2 separate regions of the Danio rerio genome follow, and region 2 is linked to region 1. A link is a contact called in public HiChIP or PLAC-seq data. All regions are on one chromosome and are shown on one strand. The core of a region is the stretch at or near the end of the contact, and the rest is flanking DNA. Distances in the headings are between cores, read along the strand shown. Region 1 holds the start of b3glctb (beta 3-glucosyltransferase b). Region 2 holds the start of fryb (furry homolog b (Drosophila)).

Evidence for each region. HiChIP or PLAC-seq counts read pairs in DNA pulled down with a chosen protein or histone mark.
Region 2: an H3K4me3 HiChIP or PLAC-seq map of embryo shows a contact between it and region 1, with 4 times the contacts expected there. The contact joins the promoter of fryb here to the promoter of b3glctb in region 1. A contact is called at or near these places in 3 of 18 Hi-C or Micro-C datasets (caudal fin, embryo and an unstated tissue) and 2 of 4 datasets of contacts at active chromatin or transcription factors (caudal fin and embryo).

What each region holds. Positions count from the first base shown.
Region 1 is chr10:38,633,929-38,637,107 of GRCz12tu, reverse strand. b3glctb (beta 3-glucosyltransferase b) reads right to left here and starts at 1,554. Exons shown (of 15, transcript NM_001302248.1): 1 at 1,413-1,554; 2 at 1,123-1,160. The coding sequence starts at 1,473.
Region 2 is chr10:38,896,990-38,900,168 of GRCz12tu, reverse strand. fryb (furry homolog b (Drosophila)) reads right to left here and starts at 1,490. Exons shown (of 62, transcript XM_073915006.1): 1 at 1,352-1,490; 2 at 748-807.

The sequences.
Region 1 (3,179 bases), core at 305-2,804:
AAGATCTGTTAAGCTCTCTATGATCATCAATCATCATCAAATGTCAACAAGAATAATTTTACAAGTTTAAAACGTTTTTAAAACAGTGCTTGTTTGTAATGATTACAGCAATTTTACCGTCTTCACTGCCACTGCAGCATGTTAGTACAATTATAAAAGACTCTTCAATCCCGGTAGGTTTATTTTGTATATTAACATAACAAATATCCATACAGCAGAGGATATTAATGCGTATCCTGTCACATTTGCGTGCAAAAACATTGCAAAGTTAAACACACGTGTGTGAACTTTGTAACAACATTGCGTGTGACTCATCACTGCAAAAAGGCTTGAATTAACTCCACAACAAATACATTAAATAACCATTGGGAAAGCTCTAACTGTAGTATATCTAACAAACGTTACGTGAGATCTGCTTTCCTTTATGTCTGTCACTGTGCTGTTTATCTGATGCAGCCGAGGCAGACATTAAGGCACACTCTGAACTGCACGTGAGAACAGTGGGCAGGGAGAACTAGCATTAAAGGGTCAGGCAACAAAACCAACTACATTGTGTTCGCAGTATTTTAATGTTCTTAAAGCTATAATAAATAATCTGATGGGTGTTTTGAGCTGAAACCTTAAAGACACATCCTGGAGACACAAAAGACTTATCTTAAATCTTAAAAAAACAAAGTAAAATAGGTGCCCTTTAAATGATGGATGTTTATTATCTGTAGTTAAATTAAAATGAGGGAGCAAATTATTTTAAAATGGCCAGAATTGACTAAAATCATGGATTACATTTGTGGGAATGAATCATTCTTGACACAAATGCTCCAGACAGCATTTAAGATTTGATTGTACATAATGAAATTACGCTGCACTACAAATACTAATTAGGCTAGGAGCTCGTTTTCTTCTGTTTTTTATTTATGAATAACACTGGGTGCTTCTTAAAATATATAAAAATTATGACAGAGATTTTGTCAGGGGAAAAGATGGAAGATAGAAGTTTTAAAGTACCTCATTATAGCATATTTAATTGGACTGTCCCAAATCTGATATAAAAATACACACAATAATTATAAATCAAAATATGTTGTGTATTGTGTGCAGAAATACAAAGAGTAATTTCCTTACTTCACAGCTATCGTCGTTTAAAGCATTGCAAGAAGGCACTGTGAGGGGAAAAACAAAGTTTAGCTGTGAGCATTTACAAAATAACAAAATGCTTGAAAGAAGTACGTCATGTCTGCTCTATTTAAATTAATTAAACTGAAGATATGCAATCCAATTTATAATTAACAAAATTATTGATACAATTTCATGTTATAGGTGTGTGTTTACAGTCATCAACAGAGATGCTCTCGTTTGGCTAACACGCCAGCGTTGTTTTAGTTATATCGAGAATGTGTATGTCGCCGACTCACCAAAGGAGAGTAGGGAGCAGCAGAAATATATGACATTGTGTCCAGCAGTGTATCTAGACATGTCTTTGTGGGGCTCAGTCTGTCAGTATCACGCCCGTTGCAGAAACATGGAGCACAAATGAATTCGTCAGATTCCAGAAATAAATCTGATACGGCGCGCAACCTGGTGGTCAATGGTAGTATATCACCATTACGTCAGCTTTATCAGTATGCTCCTGCACAACCGGACAGGCTTAAACGCGTTTCTAGGACCCTATTTATAGCTCTGTTGTTTCTGTTCCATCTTGAAGTGGGTGAAAGATATACATAATATATTTGAAGTTAAAGCTTACCTTCCTCATTCATATTAACGGTGTGTTTTGACATTCTGTTTATCTAACCAACCTTTTGTCTCGCTACACTCTCAAAACTCTGGGCTTCTGGTAGTACCCAGAATAGCAAAGTCCACTAAAGGAGGTTGGCCCTTCTCTTTTATGGCCCCTAAACTCTGGAATACCCTTCCTTATAATGTCAGAGGTTCAGAAACACTCTCTCGATTCAAAACTAGATTAAAGACCTATCTTTTTTAGCAAAGCATGCACACAGTGCACCACATAAGAGCATGATGCATGAGTGTGCTCAATGTATGCGAGTGGGCTTGACAAACCACCTGTAGGACACAGTCCTCCAGACATGCACCAGAAATTTTGTTAGAAACACTCCTGCTTTACATGTTTGTTTATTACTGCTATTTTCATATATTTCATTTCATTAATCTTTTTGCACTGATATTTCAATTTAATAGAACTATGTAAAGCTGCTTTGAGAGAATCTATTGTAAAAGCACTATAAAAATAAAGATGAATTGAACTGAACATTCAAAGTTCGCCACATTTCCTGCTGTGAGGGTTAAACTCAGGGGTTTTGCTCACGTTTATGCCATTGATCGTTTGAACCGAGTAAACATTTATTCAATTAAGTCAGACAATGAGATGTCCAGGAGCTTGCAATTTATTGACATTTCATTGTAACGCCTCATGCATTATGCATCCAAAACAGAGGTCTTGTGGCATACAAAAGACTAACACAATAATTGGAAAACATTATGTGCCCCTTTGAGCAAGTAAAATGATGTTGGAGAACAAATAACAGACATTTGGCGTTTTTAAAAAATCAAACAGTTTTGAATAACACAAATTATTTCATGTTATGTCTAAAAAATAATGCTCGTATGTGTATTTGGTGAAATGGCCCCCAATATATTTTTGACTGTCTCGCCTGTAGTTTGCTATTAAGAAATAATTGAGTCTAACATTTCTTTTTATTAACAAAAAAGCATTTGCATTAAACACCTACTTTGTGTTAAATGTAATTTCATTGACTTAAAAAATAATTAAATGTTGTGTGTGTCTGTTACGCCATTACCGAAATGAATAACAATCTATGACTTGCTAAAACTGATTGCACTTTCTCTGGCGGGAAATTCAGGAAGGCACTGAGGCATGTCATTGTATAAGCACAATTTCTCGCCACACAATATTTTAATTTGGAACAACTGTAATATTCTACATAATGGGAAATATTTATTCTTTAAAAACTGGTTCAATAATGGGGTGATATTAGTGAACCAGTTATTTGACAGTCATAGTAATTTACTTACTCTGATTTTACTTTAAAACATACTCTGCCCATATCTAGAAAATCTTATTGCAACAAAATTTTTGATGATATTAAATGGTCGTATGTTTGGTCATTTCCCCATAATTTTTAAACACATAAAATTAAAGA
Region 2 (3,179 bases), core at 241-2,740, 260 kb before region 1:
GACTAATATGAAAATATTTATGTGATTTATTTACAATATAGTTTGTACAGTAATATTTGAGTCTTTTAGCAGAGATATTATATGAGAGACTTGCTTTGTTAACCAAAAAAGTGGATTTAAATGGATTTGCATTGTAAACATTAAATAAAAGTTACTCCCAAATACTCCCAAAATCATTCTGCATAAATCAGTAGATTTTTAACATAATTCTGCGCAGAAATAGCAAAAAATGTCTGTAGATTCCGTCTGGCCCTACTAATAACATAAAATAAAGTAAAAATACAAACAGACACCTTTACAATGACAATATAACTAAGGGGTTATTTAACCTAACCAATTGACAGCAAGTTTACTATTTAATTAACTTCAACTCCTTTGCAACTATAATTGTATCTTGACATTGCTTGCTATTAATATACTAGAGCGAGTCTATATGTAAATAAAATTTATAATAGAAACCTTTAAACAAGGTTTAGAAATATTCAATACATTCATGAATATGAAATTTACAAAATAAAATAATCTAGCATTGTAACAACATCTATCCGCATGACGTCATCTCAATATAATCAATCCCAAATATAAAAACAAAGGCTATTGCCAAACTTCTACGTGCTCGACGGATTTCACATATATTAACCACGTGTGGTTCATCGGTATTGCTCGGTACTTATATAACATTCAGAACACAAACAGCAACATGAACAGAGTAATTAAATAATGACAAAAAAATCTGTCACGACTCACCCCGTTTAGACAAAGGAGGATGCGATTGTTGCCATGCAGAATATAAAACGGTCCAGTTTCCTGCAGGTAGCAAAACATAACATCAGTAATGAAGAGCGTCAGCAGTAGATGTGCTTCAAAAGCGCGTGAACTGTAACATTGTAAATAATGAAAATATTCAAGTCACGCGCATGATTTTAGTGTACAGCAGGCGCGTTCAATAAAAGCTGCACGAGTGATGCCCAAAATGCTGTCTAGGAAGGAAGCACACTAGGTTTGGAGCACAGCCACTATTAACGTTACGTTACACTGTTGTTATTATCACAGCAGAGTGAGCAGACATCAATCTCCATCAATCAGCATGTATATAAATTACATACACTCCGTTAACCCACAACGCTAATGCCATGTAGACGGCATAGTATTTCTAATTATGCACCGGACAAATCTGTTGTTGTGTTTGTGTTAACAACACACAAGCAAACACAATCTGTGCTGGTGGTCTGGCCTTCCTCGCGGCGTCTCCGTTAATTTGTTTTAGCGGTTTCTCAAATGAAAGCCCACTGATGGAAACACGATTACAATTCACACGCCCTGAAGCAACAAGCAAAAAAATACGCCATACCTTGTGTGTTTGTGTTCAGGAGTTTATATATTCATGTCTTCATCCAGGCGTCGTCGCTGAATTCTGTTATTTTCACTTCATTTGGTCTCGCGTCTCCTCGCATCGGCTGACAGAAAAAGACGGCCGCTGAGGATGGTGCGGCTCCGCCCATAGCGACCAATCAGGGGGCAGATGTTGACCAAAGAGGAAAAAAGGAATGCGCTTATTTGCTGAAGCGCACGTCAATCTGTTTCCTTTTATCCATTTGGTTTGTGGAAGGATGGAGAGATGCTGCTGGAGACTGACAGGTGCACAGGCGCAAAAAGCCCAGACAAAAGGCACTAAATGTAACAATTTTAATGAAAGAGGACAATTTTTATTAACACTGACTGTGATTTTCATTGAAAATATCTGCTAGTGCAGTCTAAAAACATAATATATTGCTAAATATAAGAAGTAACAGTTATATTTTTGTGTGCTGTCTGCCTTACCTGCAGATGTGTATGGCATTAGGATAAACAAGCAAGAAATGAACACTATTGCAAAAAAAAAAAATAATAAATAAATAAAAAAAAACTACATTAGGGAAAAATATGGGCAAACAGAGCTGTTAAGGATAAAATAACATTTACATTGAAACATTTAACCCAATGGTTGGGTTTGTTCCTATTTTGAAAGGACACAGATTTTAATATTTAAGTGTGGTTAACAGTTTTAGAAATTAAGATTATTAAAATGTTTTTTGTGTAAGAAGTCTCTTCTCACCTACTTTACAGACCATGATGAGGCATTTAAACAAAAACAATGATCCCAACGTATTACTTGTTTTAAGCTTTTAATTTCTAGAGCTTCTGAGAATCCAAAAAGAGCCACATATTGATAAATAATGTTATGATAGTTGATTTAACATTATGCTATAATTGAATTGCCTCTTTTTAAGGATTTGAGTTTGACAAGAAGCAGGAAATGTTCATGGCCAATGACATGACCACACTGAAATGGTCTATAAGCAATAAATGTACTCATTAAATAAAAAAAATTAAATAAAGAAATATATATATATTAATATTTCAATACAATTGTAGATGTTTCCTATCTGAAAATATTTTTTAAAAATTCATTTATTTGATGATTTGCCACTTGCTATTATTTTCAGATGCGTCCTGAATGTATTGCATTCCTATTGAATAAATTATGGTTTATTATAATACATATGATACATATAAATATATAATGGTGGTGACACGGTGGCTCAGTGGTTAGCATTGTCACTTTACAGCAAGATGGTCACTGGTTCGAGTCCCAGCTTGGCCAGTTCGCATTTCTGTGTGAACTTTGCGTGTTCTCCCCATTGCAATATTCATATTGTTACCTTTTTACTGTCATTTTGACCAAATATAAGCAGACATCCATCTAAAACATAAAAACTATGACTCATAACTTAAAGGGCACCTATTTTACTCCTTTCTCAAGATTTAAGATAAGTCTTTGGTGTCTCCAGAATGTGTCTGTAAAGTTTCAGCACAAAACACCTATCAGATTATTTATTAGACCTTTCAGAATATTGAAATATTCTGCTCTGAACACAATGTAGCTGTTATTGTTGTCTGTGCTTTCAACGCTAGTTCTCCCCGCCCACCGTTCCCACATGCCTGTCAGAGTGTGTCTCAATCTCCGCCTCAGCTGCGTCAGATAAACAGCACAGTGACAGAAATAAAGAAAGCAGATCTCACGTAACGTTTGTGAGAAATACTAAAGTAAAAACTTTCCCAATGATTATTTGATGTATTTGTTGTGGAGTTAATTCAAGCCTTTCTGCAACGAGTCACACACAATGTCATTACAAAGT